Linked DNA regions of Pan troglodytes: region 2 is linked to region 1. Evidence: chromatin contacts called from public Hi-C data. All regions are on one chromosome and are shown on one strand. Each heading gives the region's core, a stretch centred on a gene start, on an enhancer-like site or on the middle of the called end of the contact. The rest is flanking DNA. Distances are from core to core; before and after follow the strand shown.

Region 1 (6,706 bases), core at 1,420-3,919:
TCAAGACCAGCCTCTCCAACATGGTGAAACCCCCATGTCTGCCAAAAAATACAAAAGTTAGCCGGGCGTGGTGGTGCCAGCCTGTAATCCCAGCTACTCAGGATGCTGAGGCAGGAGAATCACTTGAACCCAGGAGGCAGAGGTTGCAGTGAGCTGAGATTGCACCACTGCACTCCAGCCTGGGCGACAGAGTGAGACTCTGTCTCAAAAAAAACAAACAAGCAAAAAACCTCACTTCCTAAGTGGTATCCAAGCAGACTTAGTTCTCTGGGAATGGGGCAAAGAAACTTCAGGGAGCATGCTGATGATCCTTCTAACTCCCTAACTTCGTGGTTCTTGAGAACAAAGAGGGGACACCCACCTCACAGAGTTGTGTGGGGTAAATAATGTTGTGTAAGTAAAAGGCTTAGTGCCTTTTACATACATGGTGGATATTATCATCTATTATGGAAATAAGTGAATAATTTTTTAAATGGACCTAATTGGGGGTGGGGGCGTGGGATAGTTAGGACAACAAATTGAGAGGCCCAGAAAAAACAAAAATATTTTGACAGCACCTATAAATCATTCTGGAAAAGCTGGGAGTCGATAATTTTTTTAAAAAACGAAAATTCCCTACGTTCGAGTACAAATCCTTTTATATACATCTATACACTTAGGTATGCATAAAATTCCTCTGGAAGAACGGTTAACAGGCAATAGTGGTTACCTCTAGGGAGGGGACTTGATCTGCAACAGCAGCTGGGGAAAGGCTTCTAAATTTTTTTTGCCATGTTTTTTCTTGGAGAAATAAAGAAAAAAAAGTAAAATTTTTGCCATGTGTCTATATTACCTATTAAAAATTCATAATTCACTTCTAAATTTAATGCTACTAGGTTAAAATTTCTCCCAAGTTTTGCCACATTTTGAGGAAACTGAAATTGGGAACGTCGGCTTTCAGCCTTTATTGAGTGTTAGAGTGCTTATACCGCCTCCTAGTGCCAGGTACCCACGACTGCGGCTGCTCCCTGCAGCCACCGCGGGGCTCACTCTAGACCTGTTCATCTCACCAGTTCTCACCAGGTGAATACCTTAACTAGTTAACGCATTAACTAACTAAACTGTTACCTATTCGGATACTCCAATGCCTTCAAGGTGTTTTTTTTTTTAATCTAGGTACTGTGAAGAATGACTTTACCTCATGCCTCATTCTTGCTGACCCCAGATCACAGTTGGGGGTGGAGGAGCCAATGAAATAATAGATCATTTGAATAACAGTATATCCTTTCACCTTTTCATTTCTTTTTCCATTTTAAACTTGACATACTTAGAAGCAAAAGGACATTTTTACTTTCTCAGTTGTATTTCAAACACATGTCACTTTAGCAGTTAAATTTGTATTAATTCATCAGGTGTTACAGTAACTTTCTTCTCTGCATGTGTTGAAATGGAGGTTATTTGTCCACATACAGAATTTTTTTACATGCTTTTATTTGGGTAAAATTTTCTGAACTGTGTTTCAGATATTTCATTGTTCTGTAGGCTATTTACTGTCATGCTGTACATTTTTTTTTTCTTTTGAGACAGAGTTTCACTCTTTTTGCCCAGGCTGGAGTGCAATGGCGCAATCTCGGCTCACTGCAACCTCTGCCCCCAGGGTTCAAGCGATTCTCCTGCCTCAGCCTCCCGAGTAGCTGGGATTACAGGCGCCTGCCACCATGCCCGGCTAATTTTTGTATTTTTAGCAGAGACGGGGTTTCACCTTGTTGGCCAGGCTGGTCTCGAACTCCTGACTTCAGGTGATCCACCCGCCTCACCCTCCCAAAGTGCTAGGATTACTGGCATGAGCCACCGTGCAGGCCATGCTGTACATTTTTTAAAGTAATGTTTTTATTATTTTAAAATCAATGTATTCTCATTATAAAAATATTTTGGAAAATACAGTGAAACATGAAGAATAAAATAAAACAAGCCTTAATTCCGCCATCAATAGGTAACTACTGTTAACATCTCTATTCCCTCCAGTTCTTCTAATGTCTATGTTTTTATATCGTTTTCATGCTGAATTTTGAAGTCTTCAAAGTACATTTCTGCTTCCATTTATAAATGTTAAAAGTCTGTCCTTGTTAAATATTACAAACATATTCTTATTAGAAACTACTGTGTTATTAGAAACTGCAAGGCATGTTTGGGTATAGGGGTAGAAGGTCATTTTGAACATACCCGCCAATTCAGGGTTAGTATTGGACTCCTCTACTAAAGCCGCATTTGTGTCCCGTTATACTGGATGTATATCACACAGGAGATCACACTCCAGGCTGAAGATCTTCCAGGACTTCATCCCCTAATTCCATAATCTTGACGCCTTGGCCTTTGACAAATATTTGAGCATCGAATGGACTTCTCAGAGGCCTCTCTGGCAGCCTAAGTGGGCCATGGTGCATGATCCCAGGTGAGCGAGAGGACGGTCAGGGTCGGGGCAAAAGTGCAAGAGGCAAAAGGGACGCTAGGCAGGTTTGAAATCTGAGCGAGTGGCATCCTCGCTTTTTCTTATCTTACTTTTCGGTGGTTCCACCCATTTGGGTGAACAATCTGGATTACCTCCTTGGCAGGCCAGGTTCCCAACAGGAGGCGGGCCTGATGAAGGGCTGGTGGGCGTGTTCCCGCCCAAGGTCCGTGTTGGCCCGCGCGGTGGCTGGGAGGCCCTCCCCACGCCCAACTGCGGGTATAAAGAGGCAGGCTGCGGACTCGGAGCAGTTCGGGGCTGCGCAGCGGGAAGGCTCGCCTAGTCGGTCCGCATCCGTGTCGACCACCTGTCTGGACACCACGAAGATGCCACCTGTTGGGGGCAAAAAGGCCAAGAAGGTGAGTCTCCAGGGGACCCGAGGGCGCTCTCCTTCCCCTCCCACCTGCTCTGTATCTCAGCCTCTGGGAGCGCAGAGGGGCCCTCGGACCCTGCCTGGTACCCATCATCCTCCTACTCCCTCCCCTCCCTCAGCCTCAGACCAGAATGTGCTTCCAGAACTTCTCCAGCAGGACCCCAAGGCGCCTCTGAGCCTCCCCACTCCTGCCCCACGTTCAGAGCGCGCCCCCAGAGCGCCTCTGTCCCCTCCAGCCCCAGCGCAGCTTGGACCAGAGTGCGCCCCAGATCTATGTGATCCTTGCCTCTCAGACCCAAAGGCACCCTCTGAGCCCTCCCTGACGGCTGGGTGTCCCCAGAACTCCGAGCCTTCCGATATCTTCTGAATCTGGCACCCCAAGACCAGAAAACTCCCCAGAGATACTGCTCCTAGCCCCGCAGGCGCAATATCCCGTCCCCACGGAGCTCCTCCGCATCTGTGTCCGAGGCCGAGGCCGCCGCGAGCGCCCTCTGCACCCGGCGCGCCCAGAACAGGGAGGAGTGCGCGGCGCTGGCTCCGACATTTCCCGCCTGGACCTGCACCGCGGGTGTCGGGGCCGCCTCCCCGCCGGGTTCTCGTTGCACCCAAGGCCCAGGCGCTGGTTGGGTGATTGCAGATTTTCACAGGCAATTTGATGTCCGTGATGACAGAAAAATGTCATCCGAAATGTCAGCCTCGAAAACATGGTTTAAGAAAAAATGGGCAGAGTGGCTGTAAGATACTGAGGAAGGGCTGTTCATGAAATTGTAAAACCCAATTCCAGCTCCAGATGAACAAGTCCATCTCTTGGCTATCCCAGTGGCTTGTTGGGAGGGGTATTTTCAGTCCAGATGGTAGGCCTTCCTCTAATTTGCGGAACGGATGGATAGATGGACTGACTGCCGTGGAATGAGACTAGACAGGTGGGAAGAGAGAGAGAAGGATGGAGGGAGGAGAGAATAAACTTGACTTTTTGGTCAAATGCCCAGTCCCAGGCCTGGCATGACAGAGGCCCCCGGAAAATGGTAGGGAGGCAGATGGGGCCAGGCCAACTGTATCCTCTGGGCTGTAAGGACAGTGAGAAAGGTCCAGCTCTCATCCCAGTGCCTGCTGGAGAACCAGCTGAGGTATGCCCAGTTTCTAAAGGGATGGCCTCCCAAATCAAAAAGACCTCTACACAAGGAAGAAGGTCAATTCGGTTACAGATTCTAAATGCAGCATCGTGGATGCATGTTGATGGCATGAGTGGGTGTTGAGATGGCAAAGGACTATGGACTATCACCAGTCAAAGGAGGGTGAGAATTTCGCCAGTCCCTAAATGTACTAAATGAATAGTCCGCAGAGACTGGGAAGGATGATTCCTATAGATATAGATATTTTTTGTTTGTCCCCATTCTCATAGCCACGTAAGTCTAACTTATTCCCCAAACTCAAACTCAGAAAATCTAACATTTTAAAGAATTATCTTTGTAGAATTATCTAAGCAACAGATGAATGTAAGATGGAAAAAACAGTTTCCTAGTAACTTGTTTCCGTGCATATGTCAGTGTTAAAACAATATATGGACAATAACATGTCTACACATTTGAGTTTAAAATTAAAACAAATGTTACAAAGTTTGCACATGTTCATTATAAACAACGAGGGAAAGCACAAAGAACAGTGCCTGTTAAATTCTGGTGTATAATCTGCTAGTTTGTTGTTGAGGCAAATATGCACTTCTTAGACAAAATTGGGCTGATATTACATATACTGTTTTGTAATACTTTTTCACAAAACAGTATATTTTTTTCATAGCACATTCCACTTTTTAAAAAGTCTGTTTAGCTTGGGAACAGAAAATCCTGAAGTCTAGATAATTTTAAAATGCAATAGAATGTAAAAGATCGTATTTCCAGAGGTAATCACTCAATAAGTGCATGAGCCACATAGTAATTGAATCGCCACTACCCACCCTGCCACTCAGCATCAGATCCTTAGCTATGCTGCACATTAAAATGCTGTGGTACTAAAATTTGAAAACACACACGTTCAATGGGAGCTGCTAACTGCCCAAATGTCATGAATTATTTTATCCAAATAAAAGTTAGTAGCAAGTCATATCTCATTTAAGTGACCCTTGTTATGTTTTTTATGTAACTGTGCTGGCAGTAGTATATATATATTTATATATATGTATAAATATATATATTATTGTTGTTGTTAATTAGGTCATAATCAAAGTTGTAGTTTTCAGATGTGACATTTAGATACATTGCAATCATGACAAATATTTGGATTTCAAAATGACGTGTGAGCCATTTATATTTTTGTAGTGCTTTGTTATCTTATGGGCTCCCATAAGATAACAAGGCTTCAACATTATGGCTTGAAAATGTTTTGATCTGAAAGGTATATTAGGGAACACACAGCATAATCCTACCACTTTGCTTCTGTCTGGTGAAATGTCAGTTGTTTCCTCTCTCTAAGCACCAGCTGTCCAAATGGCATGGGAAGGGGCAGTGGAGGCGAAGAGAATGAAAATGAGGGAGGTTCTAAGAAGGTGGCAAGGAATTGGGATGCAAAATCCTGTGACTGCCTCTCACAGATTTCTGGAATCTTGTTATTATGTCAGCTTTTGTTTTATCCACTGTTATTGGTAGTAAATGGAACACACTGGGTAAATACGTCCCAAGTTATTCCTTTACACTATACAGTTTTTTTCAGGGCTGTCCCACCACCCCTGATCCCATTTGAAATCAAATATAGATATTATTTAAGCATAAAAGAGTCAGGAAGCCCTATGCTCCCCATCTGGAAAACCATGTATAAATTACTCCGGGACTCTGGGTCTTAATTTCTCATTTGTGAAATGAGAGAGAGATCTCAATTGAATTGAGTACTATTTATTTTTAAAGTCTATGATTCTTTGAAATTACAAAAAATCTATTAAGCTAGAGAATTACTTTGTAATTCACAAAACCCTTTCAAAATACTTAATTCCAAAGTTATCCATAGAACAACACCAGGGTGATTACTGCACAGTATTGTAAATGGAATAAGTATGGAGATTGGCCTGAAAAATCATTCAACAAATACTTTAGTTGTCTCTTCCTTGTTCTCATCATAGAGTACAGCATGTGCACACTCATAACCTGGACTGTATAGCATAGCTACTGTTGTGGAAACTGAATTTTAACACCAAAGATAGAAGTCTTTGAGTGATTTGGCCACCTTTTCAGTCTTAAAATAAAATGGCTTAATAGCATTGCTGGGCACTGTGGCACGAGCCTGTAGTTTCGGCTGCTGGGGAGGGTGAGACTGGAGGATCTTCTGAGCCCAGGAGTTCAAGTTCCTCTGGGCACATAGTGAGATGCTGTCTCTAAGAAAAAAAAAAAAAATAGTATTCTATGCCATTTCAACTTCTTTAACAATTTTTTAACCCTCTCTTTAGTTTGTTGATAGAGTAAGAAGACTAGTATTTACCATTTTAAGAATCTGTGCTTAAGTGCAGATTTGAGGCTTTACAACAAAATCTTTTCATTTAATCCCTCAGCAGACAGTTCTTCAAACACACCTCCCATGGTGTTCTTCAAATACTCTTTAACGTGTTCTGAAAGACCCCCCCACCCCCAGCACATACAAAGGAATACACAAATGTTTATTTTATGAGCATTCTGGTTGTTTGTCTTATAGATAGCCATAAATGTATATATAAAATATACATTTTTCCCTGAAAATTCTAAAATAACCACACATCTCCAAGAATATGTTAGCAAAAGTAATAAAAATAGAAAATTATCTTAAACACTCAAGTAACTCCTTTTCCTCCCTCATCTGTAATTTTAGGGCATCCTAGAACGTTTAAA
Region 2 (6,706 bases), core at 2,297-4,796, 210 kb before region 1:
TTGATGGATATAATAATTGTGTTAGGCTATTTTGTAGGCGAAATAGAAGTTAAATCCATTTTTATTGTTTTGGTTATTTTGAAGCAGTAATATGGACTCATTCCAAGACTTTACATTTTTATGTAATAGCAACTATAATGATAGGAAAAGTACTGAAATCAGAAGAAAGTTTGTTTCTATAACGTGCCTCTCAGGCTTTTCAAATCTAACATCCCCACCCTTTTCATAACAAATATTTTGTGATGGTCTTTTGTCCTGAAATGGAATTTATATACAATACTGTAACTATATGTCTAATTAAAAAAAATAACTCTCAGTGTAATACAGAGTAGAAAAAGGCAATTAATAATAAAATAGCATGTATTTCATAGGAAAATGCGCAGGTTCAACCCTAAAAGACATAGCAAAGTGGTTAGATGAGTGCATACAGTTATAGACGAAATAAATTTGGACTTAAGGCCATTCTATAGTAGAAATACAAAAAAAAAGAGAGAGCAGGGATAAATGCTAAGATAAAGATTAGAATATTAATTATATATTAAAATCACACAAAAATTACTTTGTGTTTATGTGTAAAACATAGAGACTAGACTTAGGTTCTAGTCTCAGAAAATTGTAAACAAGCTTTTAATCTTCATGACTAACCAGCAGGATATTTTGTAAGTTGTACAGGACTTGGGACAATTCCTCACTGTGTGGGGTTATTACGGGCATTGCATCCTGAGCCCCCTACTCACTAACTATCAGTAACACTCAAGTGAATTTCTAAAATACTCTCAGTAAAAACCACTGCCCTATACAATGGCAGGATTGGGACATATGGCCAGAGATAGGTAGTGACCTCTCTTTCAAGAGGCTTCACAGGTTAGCACTCATTACCTTGTGAATTTAACACAGTTTGGGGTCTGGCCTAAACCTCTGTAAGCTTATAAATAATTCTAACAGCACATGGAAAGAGGTTCCATTTTTTAGAAGCAGAATCATTGTAAATGATATATATATATAATCACAAAGTCAATTAATTGATTTACAAAGCAAATTTATCACAGTGACTGGCATGTTTATGGCCCATGGGAGTGGCATAAATGTATGGGAAATCAAGTTATAATCAGATCTCCTGGTGAGTAAGGACTCAGATATAATATTTGTATTTTTGTAATATGTGGACTCTCATAATAATTATTTTTCAGATCTAAAATATATTCTATAAATATAAAATATTTATATTTACTATATTCAAAAATGCACTAAAAGAAAGCTGCTTTAATGAGAAAATTCACCAATTTTTAAATATTTTTTTCTAGCAACTAAGACTTCAAAAATGATTAATCTAAGTTCATTCAGGAAAAAATAGATAACCTACATACCCTATATCCATTAAAGACATTGAAATTAGTAATTAAAAACCTCCCCACAGGCCGGGTGCGGTGGCTGACGCCTGTAATCCTAGCACTTTGGGAGGCTGAGGTGGGTGGATCACATGAGGCCAGGAGTTCGAGACCAGCCTGGCCAACATGGAGAAACCCCGGCTCTACTAAAAATACAAAAATTAGCCAGGTGTGGTGGCAGGCGCCTATAATCCAAGCTACTCAGGAGGCTGAGGCAGGAGAATCGCTTGAACCCGGGAGGCAAAGGTTGCAGTGCCGAGACTGTGCCACTGCACTCCAGCCTGGGCGACAGAGTGAGGCTCTGTCTCAAAACAAAACAAAACAAAACCTTCTCACCAAGAAAATTTCAGGCCCAAATGCCTTCCTTGGCAAATTCTACCAAACATTTAAGAAAGGAATAATACTAGTTCTATACAAACTCTTTCAAAAAATAGATAGGAATCCTGTACTTCCCAACTTATTCTATGAGGCCAGCATTACTCTGACACCAAAATGAAACAAAGACATTACAGAAAAAGAAAACTACAATGAACACAGGTGTAAAAATCTTTAACAATATTTAGGAAATCAAATTTAGCTTTATATAAAAAACATACATTAGTTTTCTATTACCACACACTTAGCAGCTTAAACAATACACACTTATTATTGTACAGTTCTGCAGGCTGTACAATACATTCAGCTGCTGAGGCCTGTACAAGTCTGATGCAGGTCTCACTGGGCTAATGTCAAGGTGTTGAGAGGGCTGCATTCCCTTCTGGAAGTTCCATTTCCTTGCCTTTCTAGCAAATCCATTTCCTTGCCTTTCTAGCTTCTAGAGGCTGTTTGCACTCCTTGGCTCATGTCTTTTGAGCTTCATACTAGAGTTACGAGTGGATTGCATACCAGCAATACAGTAAGAGAGTATTCTGAGTTTGTCCAGGTACTTAATTTTACCTGTAGGTTTTATACTTTGAAAAGTTTTCTTTTGCACATTAGCGTTTTTTTCTTTCAGACTGAAGAACTGCCTTTAGTATTTCTTGCAAGATGGATCTAGTGGTGGTGAATTCTCTCAGCTTTTGTTTGTCTGGGAAAGATTTTATCTCTCCTTTATATTTGAATGATAATTTTGCTGGATACAATATTCTTGGATGGCAGGCTTTTTTTGTCTCTCTTTGAGCAATCTGAAAATGCCATTCCACTCCCTCCTGGCCTGTTTAGTTTCCTTAGAGTAATCTGTTGCCACATGAATTAGAGCTACTTTACGTGTCATTTGCTTCTTTTCTCTGCTGCTTTTAGGATCCTCTCTTTGTCCTTGACCTTTGAGAGTTTGATTTTTCTATGCCTTGGAGTAGTCTTATTTGGGTCAAATCTGTTTGGTGTTCTCTGACCTTTCTGTAGCTGGATATTTCTCTTTCTCAAGTTTTGGAAAGTTTTCAGTTCTTATCCTTTTGAATCAACTTTCTACCCCTTGCTCTCGCTCCACTCTCTCTTGAACACCAACAGCAGTAATTCTTAGATTTGGTCTTTTGAGGTAATTTTTTACATATTGTAGGTGGTCTTTGTTACATTTTATTCTTATTTCTTTTTTCTTCTCTGATTGTGTATTTTCACACAGCTGGTTTTTGAGCTCATAGATTCTTTCCTCTGCTTGGCTCACTCTGCTGCTCAGAGCCTCTTAAGAGTTCTTCAGTTTGGCAAATGTATTTCTCAGTTCTAAGATTTCTGTTTGATGTTTAAAAATTATTTCAATCTCTTTGTTAGATTTCTCTGATAAATTTCTGCTTTTCTGTATTATCTTGGAGATATCTGAGTTTCCTTAAAACTGCTATTTTAAATTATTGGTCAGAAGCTAATAGTCGCCATCTCATTAGGGTCAGTCATTGGATTTTTGCTTTGTCCTTTGGGGAGACTGTGGTTCCCTGTTTGCTGTTGTTACTTGCGGGTATATGTCTATGTCTTTGCATTGAAGGATTAATTATTGATTCTAGTTTTCTCTGTCCAGCTTGTTTTGTCTTTCATTGAATACATTTGCTTAATCTTTGCAACTAGGTTGCTGCCTCCTTTTCGGCTCTAGGTGGCGCTATAAGCCCAGGTTCACTTTGGCTCTAGTAAATGGTTGCAGTGCTGCCTGTCCCAAATAGGGGAGTCACCAAAGGGATTATCCCAGGTATGTTCTACAGGCTCCTAGGCAGGAACCCCTAGTCAGCAGTGTGGGAAGACTGGCTAGGGGTTCCTGCCCATGGGAACCTGTGGAATGTACCTCCTACAGTGTGGTGCTGCTGAATAGCCACTCTGATTTGGTGTCTCATTTGGCTGAGTTACAGAGCAGAGTTTCCAGGGTTGGGGATGGTAGTCTCACCTTCTGACCTTTGTTGCAGCCTGTCCTCAGAGATATTTCTCCCTACAGGCACTCACAATGCTTCCCATGAGTTAAGGCAGGGACAGGACTCCTGCTACGGAACCCAAGAAGGTGAGGAAGCTGGTTGACCACTCAATTTCACTTTTTCCAGTGTAAAAACAGAATTGAGGGAGATTTTCCACATGCTTGGTGCTGAAAGAATGTAGGGGAGGGGACTCGCAGACGTGGAAATCTGATTCTCCAATCATATGCTCAAGGTTTTTCCACTTCTCTGTGGCCCTGGGGGCTGTCTCATCCTCATACTTGAACTCTGGGTTGTTGCTGGTGAAAATCTCAATGCTATATATTTGTTTTTGGTCTTCTATTGAGGGATTGAAGCTGGCTTGCTTCTATACTACCATTTTGAAATCCTGCATTCCTTGATTCATGCCCTCTTCCTTCACCTTCAAAGTCAGCAATGGGCGGGCACGGTAGCTCACGCCTGTAATCCCAGCACTTTGGGAGGCCTAAGGAGGCAGATCACGAGGTCAGGAGATCGAGACCATCCTGGCTAACACAGTGAAGCCCGTCTCTACTAAAAATACAAAAAAATTAGCTGGGCATGGTAGCAGGCGCCTGTAGTGCCAGCTACTTGGGAGGCTGAGGCAGGAGAATGGTGTGAACCCGGGACCTGGGAGGCAGAGCTTGCAGTGAGCCGAGATCGCGCCACTGCCCTCCAGCCTGGCGACAGAGCAAGACTCCGTCTCAGGAAAAAAAAAAAAAAAAAGTCATCGATGATGGTTGAATCCTTTTCATATCATATTACCCGACCTCCTCTTCTGCCTCCGTCTTCCACTTTTAAGGTCACCGATTGCACTGGTCCAACCAGATAATCCAGGACAATCTCCTCATCTTCAGGTCAGTTTATCAGAAACCTTAATTTGGTCTGCAATCTTAATTCCCCTTGTCATATAACATAACATATTCACAGGTTCCAGGCTTTAGGGCATGTTTGGAGGCAGGAGGGAGACGGGGGATTACTCTGCCTACCACAAACATGATGATAAAGTGATATTTATCCCAAGACTGCAATCAATTTTCAAATAGAAGAACAGAGTTAGAAGAATTATACTATCCAATTTCAAGAACTACTATAAAGCTACAGTAATCAAGATTTCATGGAACTGGAATGGAGTGCCTAGTAAAACAACCACATTTAAATGGTCATTTGCTTTTTAGCAAGGGTGCCAAACCAACCTATAGGGAAATAGTTTTTTCAAAAAAAAATAATGCTAGAGTATTCTGATATCTACGTTAAAAAAAACAAACAAAACCTTGACAAACCCTACTTCATAACACACATAAAAATTAAAGATGAATCATATTACAACTCAATAATAAAAGATAACCAAATTAAAATATTGACAAAGGATTTAAATAGACATTTCTCTAAAGAAGATACACAAAAATAGATTGTCAATAGATACACAAAAAGATGTCCCACATTAGTCATCCAAGAGGCACAAACTAAAACCATAAGAAGATACCACTTTATACCCAATAGGATTACTATATAACAAAAAAGACAGACAATTGACAAGTGGTGGTAAGGACGTGGAGAAACTGGAACACTCATAAATTGCTGGTGGGAGTGTAACATGATGCAGCTGCTTTGAAAAACAGTGTCTTAGTCTTGTTTTCTGTTGCTGTAACAGAATACCATAGGCTGGTTAATTTATATAGAAAACAAGTTTATTTAACTCATGGTTCTGGAGGCTGGGAAGTCTAAGAACATGGTGCTGGCACCAGGTGAGGGCCTTCATGTGCTGTCATAACATGACAGAGGGCATCATATGATAAGAGGGCAAGAGCAAGAGAGACTGAGAGAACTCACTTTTATAACAAAGCCACTCTCAATGTAATGAACCCATTCCTGTGACAGTGACATTAATCTATTCATGATGGCAAAACCCTCATTAATCCATTCATGAGGACAGAAGGATTCAGTTTCCAACACATGAACTTTTGGGAGATACCTTCAAACCATGGCAAACAGTTTAGCAGTTCCTCATAAAGTTAAACATAGATTTACCACATGATCCACCAATTCCACACCTAGGTATACACCCAACAGAAGTAAAAATATATGTCCACACAAAAATTGGTACCTGAATGGTCATAGCAGCATTATTCATAATAGCCCAAAAAAGGAGGAACAACCCAAATATCCATTAACTGATTAATGGATTTTTAAAAATGTATATTTTCAGCAATGTATAGCAATAAAAGGGATATTATGCATCAGCAAAAAGAAATGAAATACTGATTTATGCTACAAAATGGATGAACATCTAAAACATTATGCCAAACAAAAGAAGCCAGACACAAAAAGCCATATATTGTATGATTCCATTTTTATGAAATGTCTAGCTTAGTAAAATCCATAAGGACAAAACATAGATTACGTGATTGACAGAGGGAGGAAAGGGAGTTGGGAGCAACTGCTAAGGGGTACAGAATTTCTTGTATGTTTAATTTTTAAAATGTTCTAGAATTAGACAATGGTGATGATTGCACAACTTTGTGAATATACTAAAAACCAGTGAACTGTATACTTTAAAAGGATGAATTTCATGGTATATGAATTATATCTCAATAAAAACAATACTGTATGAGGAAAAAGAAGATAGATCAAAGACCTAAATGTAACAGCTAAAACCATAAAACTTTTATAGAAAAACAGAGAATCGGTCTTAGAATAGGTCAAAAGTTTCTTAAAACCAACAGTTTTGTTTAATATATTTATGTATAAAAATAGATAAGACCCATAATGGTGTAACAGGAAGCAAAATGATGATGTAACTTCAGAGGGGGAATAAGCAGTGGGAGAAAGTACAGCTCTGGTCAGCTGGGGAGATCTCATTGCAAGTAAGCACCCATCCTGGATGTTTTGCCATTTGGATGAGAGGTGCGTTAAAGAAAAAATCCTACATTCAGG

What was found. A called contact is a pair of places that touch in the nucleus more often than the background predicts.
Region 2: a contact with region 1 is called in a Hi-C map of induced pluripotent stem cells, with 2.2 times the contacts expected there. The contact joins the enhancer-like site here to the promoter of DMGDH in region 1. A contact is called at or near these places in 3 of 7 Hi-C or Micro-C datasets (induced pluripotent stem cells and stem cell-derived neural progenitor cells).

Annotation. Positions count from the first base shown.
Region 1 is chr4:36,936,462-36,943,167 of NHGRI_mPanTro3-v2.0_pri, reverse strand. DMGDH (dimethylglycine dehydrogenase) reads right to left here and starts at 2,669. Exons shown (of 18, transcript XM_063811138.1): 1 at 2,581-2,669. BHMT (betaine--homocysteine S-methyltransferase) reads left to right here and starts at 2,620. Exons shown (of 8, transcript XM_517686.8): 1 at 2,620-2,844; 2 at 6,687-6,706. The coding sequence starts at 2,620.
Region 2 is chr4:37,146,386-37,153,091 of NHGRI_mPanTro3-v2.0_pri, reverse strand. All of the region lies in intron 5 of ARSB (arylsulfatase B), which reads right to left. Among named protein-coding and RNA genes, the nearest start is that of ARSB, 85 kb to the right of the region's middle. Within about 2 kb of position 3,546, at least 1 of the 24 cell types and tissues checked has an H3K27ac peak or open chromatin away from gene starts, as enhancers often do. A contact at or near this core is called in induced pluripotent stem cells, where this site is marked.